Regions from separate parts of the Mus musculus genome. Here region 1 is linked to region 2. A link is a contact called in public Hi-C data. All regions are on one chromosome and are shown on one strand. The core of a region is the stretch at or near the end of the contact, and the rest is flanking DNA. Distances in the headings are between cores, read along the strand shown.

Region 1 (6,063 bases), core at 3,400-5,899, 230 kb after region 2:
ATGTGTGTGCAGTATATGTATGTGTGTGTGGTATGGTATGTGTGTGTATGGTATGTGGTGTGTATGTATATGGTATATGTATATGGGGTGTGTGTATGTATATGGTGTGCGTGTGGTATATGATATATATATGTGGTATGTGTGAGGTATGTGGTCTATGTATGTGGTGTATGTGTGATATGTGATATATGTATGTGGGGTGTGTATATGTATGTATGTGGTGTATGTATGTATGTGTGTGGTATGTGGTGTATGTATGTGTGTGTGTGTGTGATATGTGGGGTATGTGTATGTATGTGTAGTGAGTGTGTGTGTGTTATATGTGGTGTATATGTGTGTATGTATGTATGTGGTGTACGTATGTGTGTGTGTGTGTGTGTGTGTGCTATGTGGATGAGTGCACTATGCCTGTGCAAGTGTTGTATCTCCTTTTGTTTGTCCCCTCAGTTAATTCCTTAATGGCCTTGGCCTTCCAGCCCAGGCACACCTGCAATAGTCCCTTTGTTTGTGTGAGATGAATTCTGGCTCTTGTCTTTTAATGTGGATATAAATAGATGCCATGTCCATGCTCTTCGTGGCTTCTTCTAAGCTATGAATGTATTTCTGCCTCTAACTGCCAAATTCTCTAAAACTAGCACACAATACTTTCAGAGCATTGCTACATAAGCCAGGGAACTTAAGAGAAGAGTGTGTGCATGAATGAGCACACACACACACACACACACACACACACACACACCCCACATCCAGGCCCTGTGGCTTCCCACAGGAACCCACTATGAAATCTCAGAGACAAACCCTCAGTTGAGAGAAGTTAGAGGAAGCAGTGAGACCACAGGCCAGACAGGGACACCCAAGCCAGGCAGGGAGACCCCAGGAATGGCAGTGTCTTAGTCAGAGTTTCTATTGCTGTGATGAAACACCACGACCAAGAAGCAAGCTGGGGAGGAAAGGGTTTATTCAGATTACACTTCCACATTGCTGTTCATCGCCAAAGGAAGTCAGGACAGGAACTCAAACAGGGCAGGAACCTAGAGGCAGGAGCTGAAACAGAGACCATGGAGGGGTGTTGCTTCCTTGCTTGCTTCCCCTGGCTTGCTTAGCCAGCCTTCTTATAGAACCCAGGACCACCAGCTCAGGGACAGCACCACCTACCTTGAGCTGAGCCCTCCCTCCTTGATCACTAATTGAGAAAATGCCTTACAGCTGGATCTCATGGAGGCATTTCCTCAACTGAGGCTTCTTCCTCTCTGGTGACTCTAACTTGTATCAAGTGGACACACAAACCAGCCAGTACAAACAGGGAGAAGCCAGACCATGTGCCTCAAGGTGGGGTTTGCTCCTCAGTTTGTGGTCAAGGGACAGGGCTGAGGTCATCACATTTCCCACAGATCCGTTTCATGCAATGGTCTGTGCTCCCTGGAGAGTCCCGGTGCCTGGGAACTTTTCTTCCTATGTCTGTATTTCCCCCTACGCTTAAAAGATTTCTAATTCCCTGCTTCTAGAGAGAAAGGAGACATCACTAGACTCTGTTTGTACAACACAGGAGTAGCCATGGGGGGAGGAGGGGTATCAATATCACGTGATGCTGCTGGAGCATAACAATCAGAGCCAGCCATTTTCATTTCTGTTGACAAAACAAGAAAATGTTAATGTTTCCATTCGGTCCCTGAATCTACAGGAGAAAAGTCTTTGTAAATCAATGTTCTTATTTTCATTTACACTGCAGGTCACATCTGTGCACACAGCTAGTCCATGGCTATGTGTCAATCTATGAGTAAGTGTCTGTGTCTAGCTTTCAAAGAACACGATAACACTTAATACATTCATACACACACAAAAAAACGTAAATGTAACGGGGGATGGGTAAAAAGTCTAAAGGCTGCCAGGAAAGGGAAAAATTGTTCTCCACTTAAAAGATGTGCCAATGACCTGGGTGTGGTGACACATACCTGTAATCCCAGCACTTGGAAAACTGAGGCAGGAAGATCACAAGTTCACAGCCACCTAGGGCTACAAGGCAAAAAAGACCCTATGTCAAAAAAGGAAGCAAAACAAAACAAAAATTAAACAGCATTTAATAAGTTCAATGTAGGTTGCTGGAGACATGGCTCAGAGGTTAATGACACCTGCAAAGGACCTCTTGCAGAGCACCCTGGCATCCATGTGCTAGAACGCAACCATCCATAACTCCAGTTCCAGGGACTCTGTTGCCCTCACAAAGACATACAGACAGGCAAAACACCAATGGACATAAGGTAAGAATAAATTAATTTTTAAAAAGAGGCTCAAAACAAAAGAAACAAAGCTAGAATTTACCATCCAGTGAAGACCAAACATAAATGACAATCTCTCTGAAAATCAAGGGATCATCATGTGCGAGTGTGAACGTGGGGGAGGCCCCATGCACTTTTCAGATTTCCATTTTCCTGATATTTAATTTTCTCCTTTCTAGGAGCACAGAAATTCATTTTATAAAGCAAATCCCCGTTGATATGACTTTAATAAGCCTTGGGAATCCCTTTCTTACTAACACTCCCTACAGAAGACAGATCCCCCTTCTCAAAAGGAGTCCTGCCAGTGGGTGTACCCACCACAAACACCAACCAGTTTGTCACAGTGTCTGGAAGCTGACACTTCCATCATGCATTTGCCCTTCCTTTGAGTCAGGCCGGGGCATCTGAGGGGACCTACTGATGGCGCCCCGGGCAGCGGGGCCAAGGCCGGAGCTGTAGTACGATCCATTCATAACTGTGTCCTTCACTTGTGGAACATGGTGGCTCCCCAAGGACTGGCCAGGGAGAGGGACAGATGGGGCTTTTTCACAGGTGAGAGGTGGGTTTCAGGTTCCTTACTTCTAAGTCTGGAGGCTGCAGAATCCAGAGTGACTTCATAATATCTTTCTGAAACGTAGATGTTTGACATGTTGCCTGGCTGGAAGTAAGCGAATACTCCTACTCAGCTCTCATAGTTATCCTGGTCCCCCCATCTCACTGTCCCCTTAATCTGCTACCCTCTGTCCCCACTTCCTGGACATCCTCATGAATATTTAGCAACTGTTAGAAACTGGGACAACAGCCTGGGGTGGGCCAGTCATAACTCAGTGTAGTCCCCTCTGTCTCTTCCTACTATGTGGACAGGACAGGACAGGACAGGTGTGCGTGTGTGTGTGTGTGTGTGTGTGTGAGAGAGAGAGAGAGAGAGAGAGAGAGAGAGAGAGAGAGAGATCAGCATTCTTATTCATGTTTGTACACATGGAGGTCAGAGGTCAACATGAGGTAGCTGTCATTCTCTACCCACGATCCCCCCTTCTCCCCGAGACAGGGTTTGCCATCAGATCTAGATCATGCCATGTCAGCTAGACTGGCTTGTCAGTGTTTTCTGGAATCCTCCATCTCTGTCCCCATTCCTAGGGTACAGAGAAGGCTGCCATGCCTAGTTTTTATATGGGTGTTAGGGATCTGAACTTGGGTCTTTGAGCTTGTTCCGCAAGCACTTACACACTGAGCCATCTCGCCAGCTCCAGCAGATGCTATTTCTATTTTAAGCATGTTGAGTGAGCCTCCAGCCTTTTCTTCCAAGGACACTTGGGGAGGGGGAGGGGGAGGGGGCGTATTTTATCTCTTTGAAACAGGATTTCTCACTGAACCTGGAGCTTGCTAATTTGGTTAGACCAGCGGCCATCAAGACCCAGGTTTGCTCCTGTCTCTTGTTCACTGGTGTAGGGATGACAGAAGTGGTCCTCAACCTGTGGGTTGTGACCTCTTTGGGGATCCCAGGGGTCGCCTAAGACCATCTACATATCCGATATTTACATTACAATTCATAACATGTCATCACTACACTAAAAACAAAATGAGCCATGATTCTTTCAAAACAGCCAATTGCCCTGATGGAGCCGTAGTATTTGTCTCATCCTCTTTTGACGTATCATCCACACACTTTTCTTTATGACGGCCAGCGTGGGCGTGCCTCCCTCTGGGTCCCCAGGGATGTGTGTCCCTCTCTTCTCCCATCTCACCCACGTCCACTTGCTCACACCATGGCTGAACTGGGGAGCCGAGGAGAGCGATGAGCCAGTGTGCTTTCGTGCACCTCTTGTGCCTGGCTCAGGGCTCACAGCCTGGGTAAAGGAATGAATGGTTCCCCAAGCTGAATGAGAAGCTCTGTTCCCCACAAGCCTCTCCTCTACAACACCAGTGACGTCCCGTTGCCATGATCTGTTAGAAGTGTGGCTCCCCTTGTCACTCTGGATCTCTGGCACCACGCCCAGCAGCTGTCTAAGGTGTTCACGGTGAGAGCCCTGGTAGAAGGTGCTCAGAACACACTCCCAGCAAGACTCTGGGCTCACAGGTTTCCTCCCTGGCCTTCATTTTTCCTCCCCTGTATCATGAAGAAGTCAGATACAATGATTTCTATGGTCCCTTTCAGGAACTGGGGCGTCCCCATTTACCATCCGTTTGCTGCCCTCTGCTGGCAGCTCAGCTCAGGCCCTTTGTGTCCCGGAGATCCTGGACTTTTGTTGCCTGGCCTGGATCTAACTCAAATGAAGGGTGTGTTTCTTTTTACCTTGTGTGCTTACTTTTCCTATCCTGGGGTCACTCGAGGTTACAGGAAGGCTCTTGAGGGGCCCCATCACAGGTCACCAACAACCCCCCCCCCAGAGTGGGCCTGAGTGCCTACAAAGTCAGAACACTGGCCCATTGTGATGCTCACGGGTCACCTGAGTCAAAGTTTAGGGGCAGTGAAAGCCAGTGCAGAGAAAGAATAAATGAAGGTGTTGACTTTATAATGAAGGCATCAGTTAACCCAACCAGTGAGCTCCTCCTTTTAACAAATCCAGACAGGTTATAATCACATGAGCTTAGTTGGGAGCCAGCACCATTTATTTACCCATCAGAGAAACAGCTCCTACATCTAATTTATATATATATATATATATATATATATATATATATATATGCATAATACATACATATATACACACATACACACAATTCATGTTTTGTGTGTGTATGTGTGAGAGATGTGTGTGTGTGTGTGTGTGTGTGTGTGTGTAGAGGGAAAGGGAGAGAGAGAGTTCTATATTGTGGTATAGTCACCATGTCCCTTCCTCCCTACCTCTCTTTCTTCTTTTCTCTCACATTCTAGCATTTGTTAGGACTCCTGTGGTTGCAGATAGCAGGGTTCAAAGTGTCACTGACTTGGTCCACGAGTGGGAACCTGCCTGGAGCAGACAGGACCAAGAATTCTATGAGGCACCAGGAAATGATCTCTGCCCTTGGCCTCTGCCTCTCACTTTACATCTACTTTGTTTCTTTCTTGAACCAACTGGTATTTTGTGCTCACTAACCCACAAAGCAGAAGGCGGCCACCAACAGCTCATGATATACCCACTCTCAACTCCAGGCTCCTTTTTCTCTGTCCCAACCCAGTTTTCTACACTGGTCCCCTTGGACTAACTAGTCACGTCTTCCAGAGCTGACTACACAATTTGTAAGGCCTAAAGTGAAATGCAAACATGGGGCTCTTTACTGGAAAGGCAGGAGGACTGCTGAGCATTCGGGTGGAGCACGGCTCACTTTCCTCCAAGGTCTCTCGTTTGCCATGGTGCTGTTTCATTTCTACTCAGTCATCCTTAGTAAAGAAAAAAAATCACCTACATTTTCAATTATTTCCTTGAATTTTTCCACCCATCTTTATATCATACAAAGCCAGTTTCCAAAGTTGCGTGCAGAGCCACAGAAGTAGTGCAATTCATGTTTTGTGAAGTCAACAGCCAGAGGACACAAACAAACCAAACTGCTGAAGATGGAAAGCAAAAGAGGAAGTATCCCCAGAACCCCCAAACTTCTTCAGACCTGGGCTGAGAAAGCGCAGACCTTCACGGGTGCCCTGAACCCCAGTCCCAAGCCTGACTGCAGGTGGGGTCTGGGAAAGTCAGTCCAGCTGTCTCCCCTTCCCACAGTCCCCACAGCAGAGCACTACTTCCAGGAGTCTTGGATCTGTGCACCCTCTGGCCAGTCCCACCACATACCCATGTTCTTCCAGCTGGAAGCTAAG
Region 2 (6,574 bases), core at 3,108-5,607:
AAACCAGCAAGTTACTGACAGGTTTCAAAGCAGAGGGAGAAGAAAGGAAAGGAATCAAGTGTGTCTGAGGGATGAGAAGTAGGTCTGCAGGTGGTAACAGAGGGGATGATGGAACACGCTGCCAAACTTTTTTTCTTGGGAAGAAGAGTTTCCAACAAGTTAAATAACAAGCACTGGATATCTATGCTCAAGTATCCCGGCATTAACTTCCACTAAAACATGGAAACAAGAACTTGGTTAATTTAACTGAAGTTAGCATCAGGAGCTGCTGGTGTTTGACAGGCAGCATCTGGTACCTCTGTGCAAAGTTGCTCTCTCTCCCTCTCTGTGTGTGTGTGTGTGTGTGTGTGTGTGTGTGAGTGTGTGTGTGTGCGTGCATGTAGGCAGAAGGTTAGTGTAAGGTATCTTTCTCAATTGCTCTCCACTTTATTTTTGGAAACGAGACCCAGAAACACTCAATTCAACTAAACTGGCTGGTCAGGAAGCTTGAGCCACTTTCCCAGTGCTAGGATTGTGTGCACGTGCTCAGCTTTTTGCTGGTACTAGAGAACTCGGGTCCTCACGTTATACAGCAGGCACTTTACCAACTAAGTCATCTCCAGCCTCAGGTTGACTCTTGAATGAAGATAAACCATTTTGAAAGGAGAACGGAACCCAATATGATGGGCTAAGCCTGCGGAGGATTAGCCAAAAGGAGAAGGTGGCAAGGTGGCCTAAACTTATGCATGGATAAACCAAAGGCAATGGGAAAGGTCCAATATACTGAAAGACAGACTGTGGACAGATATCTAAGGAATAGATACTACAAAGAAAGGCTTCTGTGCTGAGACTCTTGAGAGTTACTACTGATTGTGAGAACCAGAAAAGGCTCCTGCTAGGTGTCAACAAGACAACAACAAGGAAAAAATCAGGTGGAAGAATGGACAAGATGTTGCAGCTGCAGATGCTTAAATCTTGATAAAAATGGAATTTATGTGAGTAACACTGTTTCCCAGGAGAAGCAATCCTGGAAGTCTAACAGACGCCATATACAGTCATCCTTGGAGGGTACAGAGAGGATGTCAAAGACTATGAGGAGGACTCATGAGTCATGGGGAAAGCCAAGAATGAAGTGAAAAACCACAGTTAGGGGATTGGTCCAGGAGAATGGAAACAGGAGGAGTGGCTGGGCCTGGCGGGAATGTGTCAGCAGCCCTCCTTTCTCCCAGAGGTCGGAGGAGAAAGGAGGAGTTCCTTCCAGGGACAAGAAGCAGACACACCACACATGCCCTTTGCTTTTCCAAGAAATGTAATTCTCTTAAGAACTTTCCAAGCCTTTTGTATTATCTGCCATAGGCTATGCTTCTTTAAATTTTACCATAACTTGTGTTTAATTCAGAAAACATTTTCCTCCTGCTATTTGAAAATTCCTCAGACATTTACCAACTTACTGGTTCACTATTTGTCAAAAAATCAGCCCTTCTTGGTGTTCAGACTCTCTTCTCATCTTTTTCTGAAAGTTGTTAACCTTACCCTCAACCCCAAGCTTCTCTTTAGTGACTTTTTGTGACTCCCCTATACTGACCATGCATACACCCAATGTCGCGCAGTGGATGAGGACCTGCTGTCTAAAACATGTTAGTGTTCACAAGCAGTCTGAGTGCTCTCAACTTGGCAAGGCCTGGGAAGGTAGCAGAGGGACAGCACTTTCCTACCATGTGTAAGAACACTGAAAATAGTAATGATACATTCCCAGAAGTACGACCAATCTGGATGACTACTGAGAAGATACACGTTTCCCAGTCTCTGCAATAAATATGCAGCAACAAGAAAAGGAAAACAAGTTTGTGAAAAACAACTCCAAAACCCCCTTTCAAACTAGAGTTGCAATGATGGAGACTTATTGAAAACAAACAAAATGCAAGAACAATGGCATGTGTTGCTTGAGACAGGATCTCACTGTGTGGCCCAGGATAACCTAACACTCGAAATTCCCTCTCAGTTTTCTAGAATTACAGGGATGGATCACCAAGCCTGTCCAACTAACAAAAAGCCAGTGGCTGCTAACATAGGCATATTCGTCTGGTACAGCTCCTTTCTTAGTCAGGGTTTCTAGTCCTGCACAAACATCATGACCAAGAAGCAAGTTGGGGAGGAAAGGGTTTATTCAGCTTACACTTCCACATTGCTGTTCATCACCAAAGGAAGTCAGGACTGGAACTCAAGCAGGGCAGGAAGCAGGAGCTGATGCAGAGACCATGGAGGGATGTTCTTTACTGGCTTGCTTCCCCTGGCTTGCTCAGCCTTCTCTCTTATAGAACCAAGACTAACAGCCCAGAGATGGTCCAACCCACAAGGGGCCTTTCCCCCTTGATCATTAATTGAGAAAATGCCCCACAGCTGGATCTCATGGAGGCATTTCCCCAACTGAAGCTCCTTTCTTGGTGATAACTCCAGCCTGTGTCAAGTTGACACCCAAAACCAGCCAGTACACCTCCTTAACAAAGCACTGCAGCTGGTGGCTGGCTGATGACAAAATAGCATCTCACAGTTCTACAGGCCAGAGGACCACAATCAATGCATGGTCAGGCTTGGTCCAAGAAGGGAGGGAATGAGGTCTTTCAAGCCTCCCCAATTGGCTTTTACATAGCTATCTTTTTCCTTGTGTCCTGTCCTCCCTGTATATACATGTGTTTAGATTTCTCCCGTTGATAAGGACCTCTGTCATACTGATGGTCCACCCTAAGGAAGCTACTTCTGAACACCAAGAAGGGCTAATTTTTGACAGAGGGAACCAGTAAGTCAGTAATCTCCGTAAAGCTCTCTTTCTAAACAAGGTCATATTCTGAGGTCCTAAGGGTCAGGAATTCTACATGTGAACTTGGGGGGCACAAAATACATGTAGTAAGCATAAGTTTAAGAAGGCCAGAAGCACTTTACTAAAATGTAATGTTGTCAAGATGACATAACATTTAAAATAAAATAAAATAAAATAAAATAAAATAAAAATACAGCCTTTGCTTTTTATCCTTTGAGGTAAGATATTTCATTTTGTGCTTTCCCTGAATCCTGCCTTAAATAACCTGTAAGTGTATATTAGTCACACATATGGAAACAAGTAAGAGCAAAGTGCTTACACTAAACTGAGTTCTGCAGAGTATCATTGTGTGTCTGGGGGAGGCCATAGAGAGCTATATCTGTGCATGTGAAGAAACCACTGCAGTGACTTGGTTATCAAGGCAAGTAGCAGGTTAAAGACATCAACAACAAGTTCTAAATCTGAATATGTGGGACAGGTCTGAAGCCTCCATGAAGACCCTCTAATGGACAGCTGTGACAATGCTGCACCTATGTATGGCTGGGGAAGGGAGGGTCCCTCCTCATGCTTACTGTGCTGTTAATGGTAGTAAGGCTCTGAATTCTCACCAAAATTGCTCTTTTTGTCCTTAGAGACCACCTCAGCCACCCAGACTTACAACAGTCACTGAGGAGGCCGAGTAGTTGGCTGGTAAGGTCAGTCAGCCTCACATGAATTATGCTATCCCTTAGAAATGCCTTATAAATTATAAAGTGAGACTCATAAGCTGGTGTGAAGAAAATTGGATATTCCCAAATGTTTGCTTATTCCATGCTCAGTTCACTACTAAATTGGTTTTTTTCAAGCTTAGCCAGAAAATCTGATACACTTAGAAGCAGAGCTTCCCATGTTGGTGTCTTCCACTATGGTAAATTCTTTTCTATTACTATCTGTTCATCAAAAGGGTGTGTTGAACTTCCTGCTCCCAGCAGCTGTCTATAATGTGGCCTTATTTGGAAACAGGGTCTTTACAGGTATAATCAAATTAAGATGAGGTCATTAGGGTGAGTCCTAATCCAACCTGACTGGCGCCTTTATAAGAAAAGAAAAGTCCACATAATGACACAGGCAGAAACTGAACGCAGTTGCAATGTAAGATACACCATAGACTACAGGGTCTACAAGACCCTAGGAAGAGAAAAAGAGTTCTACATGGTGACACCTTTGTTTCCCATCTGCGGCTCCAGAACTGCAGAAGCTTACATTTCTGTGGTTCTCAGCCACCTGGTTTGTGTTACTTTGTTACAGTAGCTCTAGGAAAGGAATATACTACTCTGTAATACAATTCAGGATGTATTTCACTGAGAAAAACATGTCTGCATTCAAACTATAACAAAGTATTTTTAGCTGTCACTTAAGCCAAATGGCAACTTGTCCTCATGGCCCTCACAGCCTGTATTTGTCACCTCTAGGCAGAAAAGCTGCAGAAGTATCCACAGCTTTCCTCCAACACTGTTGTTCCCATTCCAGCCAGGACACTGAACAACTAATTCATGATGCAAATACATTCATGCATCATGACTGAGGTCTGACTTCAGAACACCATGAAACTTCACTTTGTCATCACTGGGGATCCTAAGAGCACAGACAGGAACAACAAGACTTCACCTTTCCTAACCTCAACTTCTTGCTGTGGTAGGAAAGGGGAGCGTAACACAGGGTCTGCTATCACTGCCACACCCAGCTGCTGCCTCTGTCCTCACCTTTATGTGTTCCTCTGAATACTTTCTCAGATGCTGCCAGCCAGCTGCTCAGAGAACTTTGTGGAGCGTGTTGCCTAGGCGCAGTGAGGCTGATGATGGGAAATGGATGGGCCCTGCTTTCCCTGAGAAGTCTCTCAGGCAGGGCTCATTCACCTTCCGTCTGAGGGTATGACAATCTGCTGCTCTTGCTGGTCTGTGTGGCAACCCTATTTGCTACAGCAACTCTACCTTCCCTTTTTTATTCTCTGGAGAACTTTGCCATTCCCCTCACCTGCTTTCAACTGTCATCTGATTAAATTCAGTTACAGGTCAGTTTAGGGAAGCAGAGGAAGTGTCACCTACTGTGACTGAAAGGGCAGGCAAGAGCAATGAGGAGAGGAGGCAGAGAAAGTTAGGGAAGGAGGAAAAAAAAAAAAAAAGAGCAAAGCAGTGACGGCCTATGCCTTTAATCCCAGCACTCAGTAGGTAAAGGCAGGAGCATCTCTGAGTTCAAGGTCAGCCTGGTCTACAAAGCAAGTTCCAAGATAGCCAGAACTACACAGAGAAACAAAGAGAAAATAAGAATCCCTGAATCAGGAGCACCCTCAGAATAGTAAACACTGCCGTGCGCTTTGGAAACTATGGACTACAATAATGCAGTGTATGGTAATGTGTGTGTGTCTGCATACATGTGCAGATATAGAAGGCAGATGGGATCCCTTATCCATACATCCAACAGTCCACGCTCACTCACACGGACTCTAAAAGTGGGTTCTGTGGTCTTTCACAAAGACATTATACTGTGAGTCACTGTCATTGAACATATCCCCTGATATTATTACTCAACAGCTCCATAATTCTAAGCCACTTGACCTACAGCTGGCAGAAGTGCTTGCTCTCACATGGGTCCCTGCCATTGGTGTCTCAGGCCATGGCTGAGATGTCAGATGGTACACTGTGGTGGTAGATGGTATAGCCTCACAATATCGGTCCTCTCCAGTGTCACTGTGCTGTGGGCTCCAAGGATTAGTTTTAGATCATTTTTGTGTCTCTACCAGCTATGCCAGAAGCAGTTCTACCCCTATGTATCCAGCAGGCCACTTAACCTCAATTCCTTCCCCTAGAAAGTGGGGATAATAGCAGTAAATCACAAGGGCTTTGTGTGCATTAAACAAGTGTTGTGTTTTCTGTTTCTAACTCTGGCACACAGTGAACTCTTAAAAAGATGAATAGTGAGAAACAAGTAGTGTGAGGCTGGCCAGCCCACCATGGTTATCAAATTACATGAGGATAGGTTGTAAAAACTGGTACTCACAATGCTCAGCATGCTGGCAAAGGTGAGGGATGCGGCATGCAGGTTTTTATGAATGAACAAGAGAGCAGAAAAAAAATGAAATGAGAAGAGATTTGTATTAGGACAATTATGAAAGTGAAGCATTTCTTTTTATGTATTTTCATATTCCATGTTACTAAAAATGCCTACTGAAAGCACAAAAATTATAAATAAAAAAGTTATAATAAAATTATAAATAAATAAAGTCTTAGAAAATTATAAATGTTTCGGTTTGTTTTTACTGAATCTTAGTAACTTTTCTTGAGCCTTTCACTCAAAGTTCCTGCTAGAACTTAAGAGACTCAAGTCATATAATACAAAAGTTAGGTTTGGCCACAAGTGAGGCCTTAAGCCAGTTTTTTAAAAAAAAGGTGTGAGAGAGGTATTGTTTCTGGGCCAGAACTTTGAAGCCAGGGTGAGAATTTGTCTTCTTTCCCTTGCTATATAAGCAGCCCTGATCCAAGGAGGAGAAGCTGTTTGGCCAGGGGGACTGGAGGACCTCAGTGGCCCAATGGAGCATGCACGTGAGCAATCTGTTGCTGTGTGTATCAGAACCATCTAAGGAGCACTCTACTTTCCTTATGTTGCCATTGTGGCTGAATGTGGTTTTGTCTTGATGCACAAGGTGCTTAGCCATCAAAACCAGAGCTCACACTCCTGAGGATGACGTACAACTTCTAAGTAGTTTAACCCTTTTCTTCCTTATTTTAATGTGAGAATGTT

What was found. Hi-C and Micro-C count contacts between places; a contact is called where the count stands out from the background.
Region 1: a contact with region 2 is called in a Hi-C map of CD4 T cells, with 3 times the contacts expected there. The contact joins the promoter of 1700025N23Rik here to the enhancer-like site in region 2. A contact is called at or near these places in 2 of 484 Hi-C or Micro-C datasets (the AML12 cell line and CD4 T cells), 1 of 115 datasets of contacts at active chromatin or transcription factors (embryonic stem cells) and 2 of 9 other capture datasets (adipose tissue and macrophages).

Annotation. Positions count from the first base shown.
Region 1 is chr6:39,062,937-39,068,999 of GRCm38.p6, forward strand. It overlaps 1700025N23Rik (RIKEN cDNA 1700025N23 gene), which reads right to left and starts at 4,650. Exons shown (of 4, transcript NR_040523.1): 1 at 4,570-4,650; 2 at 2,856-2,930; 3 at 1,953-2,013; 4 at 943-1,627. All of the region lies in intron 9 of Tbxas1 (thromboxane A synthase 1, platelet), which reads left to right.
Region 2 is chr6:38,828,519-38,835,092 of GRCm38.p6, forward strand. All of the region lies in intron 1 of Hipk2 (homeodomain interacting protein kinase 2), which reads right to left. Among named protein-coding and RNA genes, the nearest start is that of Hipk2, 44 kb to the right of the region's middle. Within about 2 kb of position 4,358, at least 18 of the 459 cell types and tissues checked have an H3K27ac peak or open chromatin away from gene starts, as enhancers often do.